2 separate regions of the Mus musculus genome follow, and region 2 is linked to region 1. A link is a contact called in public HiChIP or PLAC-seq data. All regions are on one chromosome and are shown on one strand. The core of a region is the stretch at or near the end of the contact, and the rest is flanking DNA. Distances in the headings are between cores, read along the strand shown.

Evidence for each region. HiChIP or PLAC-seq counts read pairs in DNA pulled down with a chosen protein or histone mark.
Region 2: a contact with region 1 is called in an HNF4G HiChIP or PLAC-seq map of pancreatic cancer cells. The contact joins two enhancer-like sites. A contact is called at or near these places in 1 of 15 datasets of contacts at CTCF or cohesin (the NIH/3T3 cell line), 2 of 484 Hi-C or Micro-C datasets (myocytes and ventricular fibroblasts) and 2 of 115 datasets of contacts at active chromatin or transcription factors (fibro-adipogenic progenitors and pancreatic cancer cells).

Annotation. Positions count from the first base shown.
Region 1 is chr10:37,352,725-37,359,401 of GRCm38.p6, forward strand. No RefSeq gene overlaps it. Among named protein-coding and RNA genes, the nearest start is that of Gm31202, 8.3 kb to the right of the region's middle. Within about 2 kb of position 4,702, at least 103 of the 459 cell types and tissues checked have an H3K27ac peak or open chromatin away from gene starts, as enhancers often do. A contact at or near this core is called in pancreatic cancer cells, where this site is marked.
Region 2 is chr10:37,477,508-37,483,577 of GRCm38.p6, forward strand. No RefSeq gene overlaps it. Among named protein-coding and RNA genes, the nearest start is that of Gm31330, 44 kb to the left of the region's middle. Within about 2 kb of position 2,999, at least 39 of the 459 cell types and tissues checked have an H3K27ac peak or open chromatin away from gene starts, as enhancers often do. A contact at or near this core is called in pancreatic cancer cells, where this site is marked.

The DNA.
Region 1 (6,677 bases), core at 3,452-5,951:
TGATGGTTTTAATGGCATAGAAAGTCTTAAGTTCTGTTTTGTTTTTAATAAATAGAAGTTCCTCCCTTAGTTACCTGTGTTTCAATACAGTTTTTAGAATCATCTTGTCGTCTTTTTTTTTTTTTTTTTTTTTAATGGCTTGCCAGGTGTGTGATTTATATCCTATTTCTCAAAAAAAAAAAAAAATTCCCAGCAATGCCATAGTTTTATGTATAAAGGCTTTGGATAACTTTTAATAAATTTATACCTAGGGTTTTAGGTCTTTTGAGAACATTGTACATGTATTCTTTTGACATTTTATTTTTCCAGACATAATGGCATGCCTGTAATTCCAGCATTCAAAAGACAAAGAAAGCAAAATTGTTGAGAGTTTAAGGCTACAAATCAACTTTCAAGTTTGTCTTCAGAATATAAATTATGATTATTATATTGAAATTATATAATATTCTCACAAATACAAAACATTATATTACTACCATCTTCATGAATTATCACTGACCCCCACCCCCAGCTAAACTGAGTCTCTTGCAAAAAAAAGGCATCCAGATATGAAATCATTTGAATTGAGCTCTGCCATGTGCACAATGCTTCCTCCTCTTTTGACTATGCCTATCCTCCTGGAACTGCAGATGACCTCATAGTCCCATACTGTTCACAAGGGGAACAAATCATCCCAGAAGGATGCAGAGCCTGGATATCGAGGAGAAGGAGGCTGATCCTTTCGAGGGTTGGTCCAGAGCACGAAATTGAATGTGCGATTTTTATCATAGTCACACAGGCAGGTAAATCCCGATTCTCTGGATTTTAGGTTAAGTTTTGTGCTCAGTTGAGTAGTTGAATAAGTTTGTATGTATAAGCTGTCCTATAGGAAACCTAAAGAAAGTTTTTCCTCTTCTAAAACTGGTATATTATCAATTCCTTTTTTGATTGCTTTGTGGAATGTTTCTCATGAGTAAATGAAACTTGGAAGCAAAAAACTTTTAGTTAAATGTTAAATGCAGATAAAGCTGAAGCCTGGTGTGTGTGTGTGTGCGTGTGTGTGTGTGTGTGTGTGTGTGTGTGTGTGTGTGCATGAAGAGGTCAGAACTTGATACTAGATGTTTTTCTCTACCACGCTCCACCTTATTTTTTTGAGACAGAACCTGGAATTTGCTTATTAGACAAGACTAGCTGGCTAGAAGACCACTGGAACCATCTTGTTCTGCCTGTCTAGAGCTGGGATTACAAGCATGTTCTGTTACATGTGGCTTTTCCGTGTGCTGTGTGTGTCATGTGTGTTTGTTGGGGATCTGAACCCAGGTCCTCATCTTTCACGGGCACCCACTTGCAGATATATCCCATGTCTACAGTCCCTGAAATCTTTTTTGAATAGCTATGCAAATACAGTTTTTTATTTTTAATTTGGCACAGAAGAAAATGGGAAAGTTGGGGGGTGGGGACAATGTCATAAAATAGGTAAGTAGGGCTGTTGAGATGGCTCTGTGGGTAAGGACTTTTGTTGCCAAAGTTGCGAACCCTAGTTCAACCTCCAGGACATTGGTGGTGGAAAAAGAGAGTCAAGACTTGACCATTGTCCTCTGATCTCCACATATGCACCATGGCATGTGCTTCATCCCAGTGAACACATAAACACATGTAATAAACTGTATCTAAGAATTAGAAATAAAACTGGTAGCCACTGTGTGCCTGCCAGGGACTTGCATACATGATTTCCTCTCATCTTGCAATAATCCCATGAGAGTACAGCAGGAATTCTGAGATAAGAATTATAATCTTCCCTTAGCAAGTGAAAAACTGCACTTCAAAGAGATTATATAATATGCTAAAGATTCTTTAGTTTCTAAGGGTATAGCTTTTAATTTCTTCATTTTCCACAGTGCAAACTGTCTAGATGAGGAACTGGTGGATATTGAAATGGAATGTAAAGAAGGAATATGGGGCATTCAGGACTCACTCCTGGGCTTCTACATTTGCTTGAGTTTTCTGTATATAATCACCCTTGAGCACCATACCCTCCTCACTTTCAAGCAGCAAGACATATCACAGATGAAAATATCCTCCCAGTTTATAGCTATGGCATTTGCATAGATTTCTTTTTTTTCCCCAGATACTATTCTGAAGTCAAATCTTGTTTCTAAAATGCTAGACCTATGGTAGATGCTGGAAGAAGAAGTTATAACACAAGTCCTGCCATAAGGAAGCGTTGTCTTCAGATATGAGATAGGATCACTCAGGTAGATTATTCAAGGTAATTGCTGACAGCACATAGGTAGTGCCATATGAATGCACAGAAATTCGTGCAACAGGGAGTGGGTACTTAGACTTTGAGTGGAGGGAAGGATTCAAGTAAGAAAGGGTGTATTTTTTGGCAGGAAATGATGTGATGAGAGTATGAATGTATACCCTTTTCTAGAAGGAGCACATGCAGGCCACATGGCTGGAGCATTGCCCTATTTGTGTAGCAGAACCTGACTGAGGTCTGGAGGTAGAGATCACAATACACAACTGAACACCTGAGCACCAGTAACCATTGTTGATATTCTTGCTGCTGAACTAATTACACACACACACACACACACACACACACACACACAGAGTCTCTTATACACACATGTGCACAATACCCATTACCCATATCTGAAAGTGATACAACAGAGATGTTGATCAGGCATCGATGCAGGGAAGACTGACACAGAGCAGGAAAGTGCTAATGACCATCCTCACAAAGCAAACACGGGTTTGAGTTTCTACTGCAGTCATCAGTAACAGGGTGCCTGTCTGCAGAAGGCAATTACTACACTTCCTATCGGCTTCAAGCATTTTATTTTATATTTTTTTCTATAATCATCTTCACTTTCTCCTGTGTCTTCATAGCAAGGTTAATCTTTTCATTCGGGCCCCATTTCCTTCAGCTTTCCCATGGAATAAATCTTCCTATGCCACAATCTTAATGTTGTAGAGATGAAAGGCTTTGCTTTTCCCTCTCTACCTAAATTAACAAAAGACTCACAGTGCAAGGCTGGTGACTTGCTAGGATCTGAGTATATACATTCTTTCACCTGAGAAGCTGGAAATATTAACTCAAATGGTACAATCTAAATAAAAACAGATTGCTCAATATCAAGTAACTTACTTCACATGGGAAACCCAACCCAAATGGGAAGAAAAGGATCATAAAAATAACAATGTCTAGGAAGATTTTATTTCAAAATATAGTTCATGGCCTTATCTATTCACTCCTTTGTTTATTATTGATTGATTGATTGATAGACTCTGTCTTTAGGTTACAATTGCTATGAAGAGACAACATGACTAAGGCAACTTATCAAAGAAAGCATTTAATTGAGAGTTTGCTTACAATCTCAGAGGGTTAGACTATGTTCATCATGGTAGGGAGGCAGGCAGGCATGTGCTGGAGCAGTAGCAGAGCACTTGCATCTGATTCACAAGATGGAGAGAAAGAGAGAGAGAGAGAGAGAGAGAGAGAGAGAGAGAGAGAGAGAGAGAGAGACATGAAGTGGGCTTTTGAAGCCCCAGAGTCCACCTCCAGTGACACACTTCTTCCAACAAGGCCATAACTCCTAATGCTTCCCAAACAGTTCCACTGACTGGGAACCAAACATTCAAATACATGAGCCTATGGGGACTTTTCTGAGTCAAACCTGTGGCAGGATTTTCCCTCTCCAATTACATTAAAATTTTAGTGCAGCAGGAGGCCTGTGATTGGACAGGGAAAAGGGAGGTATAGCTAAGAGTTGAGAGATGGGATGGAGGGAGAGACAGGAAGCAAGATCTATGGACAGGATGATGCAGAACCATCATGGCTTTGAATAGCCATGGGTAGATATGCTACTATATTGGGATAAAATAATTGGGGTAACTTGACTAATCTAGGTGGGCAGCTTGTATCAGTATCAATTGGCACAGAAATTATTGTGTGGCCATCTTGTGAATTGAGAATTTATTGATATATAAATCTTACTGGTTAATTATAAGCTTCAAGACTTTTGTTTTACTGTGTTACTGGAATATGGTACCACAGACCATAGGGGTTTGTGGTTTTAGGAACAAGCCACTGAGGCAAGCGAACTGGAGCTAGGAAGACTGCAATCAATTGCTGCATGGGGCTAGCCATGGAGGCAGTGGGGTTGGCGGGGTAGAGAGTAGCCGGACTTAGTGCGAAAACTTGTTCTCTTTTAATGTTTCCTGCAATACACACCACTATAGGTTCTTACCAGACAGTGTAGTCTAATCTTGAACATACAATCCTCCTGCCGTAGCTGCTAGAATGCTGGGATTATAGGCATGTACCTCCATTCCTGACATTGCTTTAAAACAAAACAGAAAAAAAAAAAAAAAAGGTCATTTCCACTGCTTTATTTGAAAATCCATGGTAGCCAAGGATGGTGGTTCGTGACTTTAATCCCATTGAGTGGCACAGTCAAGATTTCTGTTCATTTGAGGTCAGCCTGATCTACATAGCAGGACAATCATGGGAGAGCACAGTCAGCAGCACCAGTGAATGGGAAAAGATATTGAAGCCTTTCTGCTCTGGTCTTTGACCACGTGCCCAGACCACCACAATCCTACCATTTGAGATACACCACCACAAACACAGTGAAACTATGTACCTAGGGAGAAAACGGCACATGCTGTGGATGGAGGAAAGCCTGAGCACTCTTCATTTTTAAGAGCTGCCAAGCTTTGCTGCTGGCTAATGTTTACATTCACAGAGGAATGTGATTGTAATATTGAGCTCATGCCTCTGGAATGTGCATTTTAATAAGAGAAATGCAGGCTCCAGTGTGATATCTCCATGTCAAGTTTTGCGTACATGAATGCACATACAGACACACACATACACACACACAGAGGCACACACGGAGGTAGGCAAACCTGTGATGTTTTCCAGCTTAAACGGTTGAGAGTTTTTAATTAAATGCAAAGACTAACACTTATCGTGCAGAAGGAGAGGATCTAAGCCTGCAGTGTTTGCAGCCACAAGGGATACCCAGTGTGCATGGGCCATTTTTGAACACTGAAGGAGACAGAAGTACCTCAGGATCAGCTGCAGCATCAACAAATCCCAGTGACCTAGATTCAGCTATAGATAATGAACTGGTGGCCTGTGTAGCTAGCTCTGTACCAACAGCCTGTCTGCAGTTCCATGGGCTGCCTGGCAAACAGCGCTGATCCATTTCACCATGACAACCTTGGCTGCTCTACTAAAGGCTGTGTGCAGGGAAATGCTCACTGTCAGCATTGTAAAGATTCCAAAAATTAAGTTTACTCAGATTTTTTTTTTAAATACACATCTCAAAAATCCAACTAAAAAGACATTCTTTAACAGTGTTGGAAGAGCTGGAGAAGGCAGATGTGCACAAGTGTTAGCCTTCTCTAAGCCTTACATTATCAGCAAAATGATCAACATTATGTCTTACTCAGCCAACGGCATCATGATAAACGTGCATCTAACCAAAATGAACGAGTCACTCTCTGAAAGAGAGAATGTACAAGTCAAAAGCCTAAGGAGTTATCTCCCACTGCTACACATATTCTGATCTTTTAAAATAGAAAATATGGAATCAAATAATTTCACAATAAGTAAATGGAAGGGTTTAAGTGGATTTACTAGAGCCTTGCCTCGGAGTTAATGTGTGCAGAATTGAGTTTCATTGGAGAACGACACTAGTATGCCCCTTGGGGGGGCGGGGGAATGGGTCTGTGCTTTGGTAAAGGAATTCCATTTAGGGAGAGCAATTTAGGAAAATCAGGCCCTGGTATGTGCACATGATCACATTAAAATGTTACCTCGGCTTGTCTGATGAAAACCACAGCCCCAAAGTGATCGCATTTGCAGACCTTTATACTGAACACCATGTGCTGAACTCAGCATCCCCTTTTTGTTGAGTTAGTTCAGGAAGGTAAATCTTAGAACCTCCTGCACTGTTGCTGTTTTGTGCACAGGAAAGGGAGTCACAGCAGGCTAAAGAATGGCTCAGGGCTTATTACCAAGGCTGTAGCTCAGGCCTGAGACAGAGAGTATATTTACTCAGGTAGAGTAGATTAACATGTGAGTTTTGTTTGTTTATTTTAGGAACAGTGTCTCACTTTGTAGCTTAGGTGTGCTAGGTAGGTTTTGTTTGTTTATTTGATTTTGTTCCGTTTTGTTTTGGTTTGGTTTTGGTCAACTTCATATAAGATAGGCTTACTTGGGAAGAAGAAGCCTCATTTAAGAAAATGCATTCACCAGATTGGCCTATAGGAGTCTGTAGGGGGCATTTTCATGATTAATGATTGGTCTGTGAGGACCTAACCCACTGTGGGCAGTGCCACCCCTGGGCAAGTGGTCATAGATTGTATAAATAACAAGCTGAGCAAGCCATCTAGAGTAAGCCAGCAAACAGGGTTCCTCCTCAGCTTCTGTTTCAGTTCCTGCCCCAACTTCCCTCAGCCATAGACTATGATCAGAACACTTAAGCCAAACAAATCTTTTCTTCCATGAGTTGGTCTTGGTTTTTTATTACAGCAAAACAAGCAACTAGGGCACCAGGTCAGCCTTGAGCATGCTACATAAGCCAGGTACTTCCCCTTTGAAGGAAGGGAGTGAGAAAAATCATCAACAGTTTAGGAAAAGCAACACAAGGCAATTTAGGGGAACCTACAAGGAAAACAAT
Region 2 (6,070 bases), core at 1,749-4,248, 120 kb after region 1:
ACTACTATTATTACTTTGTTTATTTTACACTGGGATTTTAATGTAAGTTACTTGGATTATAGTTATTAGAAAGAAGTAAATGCAAAATCTGAAGTTCAGAACAACATGCTCATCCCCCCCCCAACAAAACAAAACACACATGAATTCAATCTGACAACCTTCTTCTTCTTGTTTGTCTTGTTCTTGTTCTTCATGTTGTTGTTGTTGTTGTTCTCCTCCTCCTCCTTCTTTTTTGTCTTCTTCTTCTTCTTCTTCTTCTTCTTCTTTTCCTCATCTTCTTCCTCTTTTTCTTGTCTTCCTCTCCACCCCACCCTGTCTCTATTTTCCTTTTTGAGAGACTGGTATGAATTTAATATAATTTAAGAGGTATAATGTTGAGCTATAAATGAAGGAACTCATTGCTTTCTGACTTATTTGCCTGCCACCCTTGTTTATCTTTGGTTCACAACATTCTCTGTCCTAGCAACATCAATTAGTAATGATACAGAAGAAAGAAGATTAATAAGGACTGTTGGTATTGCACACTTTATACAAGATGCATTAAAGAAGAGTTAAAAAAATCATGAACACAGGTGACAAAATTATGGAATTAATCTCTGAAGGAGCACTTATCCAAGGTTATTTCATTAATCCTCACAACATGATCTTGGAGTCTCTCTTTCATAATGGTTGCAATTTACCAGTGGGAAGTAAATAACTTCACTAACATCATCATAGTCTTTGGCTCCCCTGTCTGTGGGCACATGTCTGGGCCACCTCTTCATGTTGAAAGTTTTGTGAATTATGTAAGTTATGCAGTACGCCAGCTGGCTGTGGCTTCCATAACAAAAGGTCACTGACTGGGTGGCTTAAAATACAGAAAGTTATGTCCTTACATTTCTGAAGGATTGAAGTCCAATGTTAAGGAACTGGCCCTTTGGTTGCTTCTTGGATCTTGCTCTGTAATGGGTAGATATTCATACTCAAAACTGTATCTGCTTTGTTTGTCCCCGTGTCTTTGTGATTTGTGTTCAATAACCTATTCTATTGACTTAGGACCTACTATAATGTCCCAATAGTAACTTAATCACCTCTATCAAGGTCAAGTTATGAGATTACAGGGATTAGGCTTTTGTCTTAGGAATTTTTTTTTAGTTACATATTTTCCTCAATTACATTTCCAATGCTATCCCAAAAGTCCCCCATACCCTCCCCTCCACTCCCCTACCCACCCATTCCCACTTTTTGGCCCTGGCGTTTCCCTGTACTGGGGCATATAAAGTTTGCGTGTCTAATAGGCCTCTATCTTTTGATACATATGTAGCTAGAGTCTTAGAAATTTTTAATGAAACACAATTCACCATGGAACACTTAGTGTGACATTTAGAAGTCAGGTTATGTCATCACTCTTGTAAGAGCACTCTGAGGGATGGTAACCAAGGATGGTTGGCATAAAGGTGGTGTTTAAAGAGATAGTGTTAGGATGGTGCTTAAGAGTCTGCAACAACAACATTATGAACTAACCAGTACCCCTGAGCTCTTGACTCTAGCTGCATATGTATTAAAAGATGGCCTAGTGGGACATCACTGGAAAGAGAGGCCCATTGGACATGCAAACTTTATATGCCCCAGTACAGGGGAAAGCCAGGGCTAAAAAAAAAATGGGAATGGTTGGGTAGGGGAGTGGGTGGGGGAGGGTATGGGGACTTTTGGGATAGCATTGGAAATGTAATTGAGGAAAATACGTAATAAAAATATTTAAATTAAAAAAAAGAGAAAATCACAAAAAAAAGAGTCTGCAACAAAAAGTTCTCAATAGTCTTATGAAGTGTGTGTGTGTGCTATGTGATAAATATATGAAATGTATGTTTATATGAGTGTAATTTAAATGTATATGTAGAAACTTATTCATAAAAGCAGACCCATAGCACACCATTATCTTTTGTTAAATATAAGCAACAGTGTTAAAAACCTTCTTCATTTTTATGGACAACTATCCCAATTGTGCATGGTCAGTTACAGTATCACGTACGTAACTGACCTGCACACTGAGTTCTGTACTTGTGTGTAACTGTGCTGTGAAATTTAAAAATGAGATATTTTAATAATATTACCATAGGAAGAAACCAATAAAAAATTAAAGAGGACAGTTTCAGATTTCTAAAAAGGGTTAATGAAACTATTTATCATACATCTTCTTGTGTTAAAATTTCCTTATGTGCTTCATTAGTATTTCCAAGTCATTATCTACTATCCAGTCAGTAATAATGCCTGCCAGAGTTGGACCTTTATCTCTGACTTTGTTGCACTTTTGGCATGAAAGACCCATATGCAGAACAAGTAGAAATACGAATCTCATATGAACTTTTACCCCATTCTAGTAATTGCAGAGTGAGTGTTTCATTAAGAATGCTAGGGAAGATCATTTTTTATAATTTTAATTGAAGGATTCCTGATAGGATGATACATTTAAACATTTATTTCCCAAATGTTCTTGTTTGTTTGTTCTTTGAGAGATCACAGAGATTTCAGGAGGTATGTGGCCTCCTTGAAAAAAAAATAGCCATTGGTGTGTGTTATTAAAACCTGGCATACCTCAGGATGACCTCAGCTTCTTCACCACTGACCCAGCTGCTTCATGATTCTACTACCTCACTCTTGCCTTCTCTACCACGATAGTCCATAAGCTCTTATGCCGAGATCAAAACAAACCCTTCTCATCTTACATTACTTCTTTCAAGTGATAAGAAAATACCAAAACAACCCAACAAGGCAAGATGTCCAAATCATCATACATATGAAGCAGGAAGAATAACTAGGAGACTAGGAGAAGGCAACGGTGACAGCATCTAAGAGGTAAATATAAGGGGAATCCCACTGGAATAGTATAAATTATGAGAGCCAAACATATTTTACAACCAGAGTCAAAAAAATCATATGATTCCTAGGGCTGGCAGGGATCATGACCTGTGCCACAGTAAGGCCTCTGGCACTCTGAAGAGTAAACAAGAGCTCAGAGTGACTCATGGCTTTGCTGTCATGTTAAAAGTTAATATTCTCTTTTGTTTCCACTGTCAAGATTTAGGGATATCTGTGTCATCACAGTACATTTCAAGTTCAAATAAAGAGCATTCCAATGGCTACACCCAGGGAAAGGACAGTGCCGTGTTATGACAAAGCTTTTGAAGCAATCTGAAATCAATGCCTATCTGAACATTAGTGAGAGTGGCAGGTGAGCATGGATACATAACATACAAAAGGAACTGGGGATATGCAGGTACCAAATAGCTTGTTTTAAAGTGTGAACCAACAGAGTGCTGCTTTAGATGTGAGTCCAGAGGACTTTCTGAGCTTGAAGCATTCACTTGCTTTTGATGCTATAGTGTTTCAGCAGACAGCAATCAGGGATGGAGTTTTGAAATCCATGTGTGAGAGCTATGGAGAGTCATGGTCTAGACTCCCAGAAGGAAGTTTCTGTGGAGAGCTGGAGACAAAGGGAGACTGCCACAAGGCAAAGATACACTGCTGGAGTCTTCAGTTACTTTTGGTGGGCTCCTGTGAGACAATATGGGTAAGGTGTTACTTTAAAGGTGCATGGTGTCTGGAGGAACAGGTAACATTAGAAAGAGATTAGCAGTCCTTGGGGATGCTCAGGACTATCCAACTCCTCCTCTTCCTCTTCCTCTTTCTCCTCCTCCTCCCCCTTCTTCTTCCTGATGAGAACATGATGGGAATCACTTACAAGTGAGAGTTTAAAATTCATATAAAGGCTTAAATTTTTCTTAGTATTTGAAGAGATACCAGAGAATAAAATTGCTGACAGTAGGGTCGTTGCAGTGACAGAATCTAGGTCGTGCCTTTCTCTGTTGAGCTGACACTTGCCTTCCAAGAAGGATGGTCTTAGCTTTGTTAATCATTCCAGAACATTCACATTAAAGAATTTTAACAAACAATCATTGATTACTTTTTCTGATTAAAAAAAAATGTTGCTATCCCCAACTGTACATTTTATAGTTTATCTCTTAAGTTAGTTTCCTTAGCACTAGATATTTTTTTCTCATACATTTTTCCAATTGTAGATGTGATAAGGCCATTCTCCCTTTACATAACTAAACCAAAAGTTAATATTATCATTCTACTTATGAAGAATACATGATTGTCCCATCTAAAGCTATATTAGACAGCAATTATTTTGGTATTTTATGACTTTTTAAGGAAAATTTAAAGAAAACTCCCATTTTTAATATTATTTTCTTAAATTTATTATTTTTTTCTGGAATGGAGGAAGAAAAGGAAAACTGATAATTCTGCCCTCTGACCTGACAGCTTGGATTATAATTTTAAAACTTGTTTCCTACCCTTGAATCATAACCCAGTGAAATTCTTTTTAAACAATTCAGTGTCTTAAGTTCTAAATCTATTTATATTTATTTTTAAACATGTGTATGCATGTGTGTGTGTGGGTATCTGAAGAAGCCAAAAACCAGCATTGGAGCCCCGAGAGTTGGTCTTACAAATGGTGGCATACTGCATGCCATGGCTGCTGGGAGTTAAACTCTGTAAGAGAATCAAGGGAGATAAGCCTCTTGGCCATTTTCCCAGCCTCCAATTTAAAAAGTTTTGTATAGATTATCTAAGACAAAGTTTGGCTTTAGATATTACAATCTATTAAAGTTTGTGAGCCCAGTCTGGTGTGTGGGTGGTTTGTACACAAATAAGGAATCAGAAATGGTGTTTACATTTTAAAATGTAAGAAAAACAACAAACAAAAGAAAAGGAAAGAAATTGCTACTGAGATTGTTTATGTCGCACCAACTCTAAAATATTTACTATTGGATTGTGACCAGCAGTAGATAATGAATCCCAGAACTAAAGGATTCTGCAACAGATTTTCTTTGAATTCCCTTCTTAATGCTGTTTTCTCCCTGTTCCCACCTATGGATTTTGCTGTTGTTTATTTGTAAAGTGTCTTCGTGAAGCATGGCTTTGCTTGGGTTAACAAACCAACAAATGTGATACCAATCATCTATAGGAAAAGCTTCATCTTTTGCCTCTGTTTCAGAACAATAATAACAGCAGCATTTCACATCTAACCTCTAACCTTTATGCTAGGTAGAAGTCACCTACTTGGTTTTCAAATGGTCTTGCTCCGCATCCCATTCTCATTAGTTATTGCCTTACCTTTGGGCTGTACTGTTTTCTTTTCTTCCGTTAATGGAGCAATTTCCCTGCCCTGATTTTAAATTGAACCTCATTCTCTGGTGCTGTAATTAATCTATAATATAGACTCAATTCAAACATAACCCTCCTTGGTGAGGGTAAGGGAAAGCATGTAGACTGAGGTGTTGACGTGGCTAATTCTAAAAGCGAAGAAACCAGGTTGGGAAGAAATTCTTTCACAGGAAGAAGGATGACATGATTGGGACAGAAGTTGAGGAATTAGGTCATTGGAGTAAAAGCCCTTGGCTTTTACAATGATGGTAAAGCAAGCAAGCCATGGTAATGGATAGTAGAGATCTGTTCTGTGTTGGCTTTTCACTCATGTAAAATTGGGCACGTGAAAATCATCCTTCTCCTGCTCTGCCCACCCACTCATGTGACCAGCAGTTATTTTCCCTTTACATGGGCTCCTGCTAACATTCTGGCACAAAATAACTTACCTTTGTTTGTGCCATTTCAGGCAGGGAAATTGCTCCATTAACGGAAGAAAAGAAAACAGTACAGCCCAAAGGTAAGGCAATAACTAATGAGAATGGGATGCGGAGCAAGACCATTTGAAAACCAAGTAGGTCAGGTTAAGGTTGTCATCTGTTACCAGACCTCCGCAGGTATAGATGGCTTTAACTTGAAGCTTTGGTATTGTCCTTTCTCACTAAAGAAAACAAAACAAAACAATAGCACAACAATGAAACCCTTTAAAATAAAATCAAATAAACAACCACTCCTTCCAAAAAATCCTAAGAATATTTTATGTATCTATTTATCCATTACTTTTTATTTATGAACTAGTTTCATTCTAGTTCATTCCATTTACAGTCTTGTTTATGGATCAATTACGTTTCATTTAACAACAATCAATGTAGAAAATAGA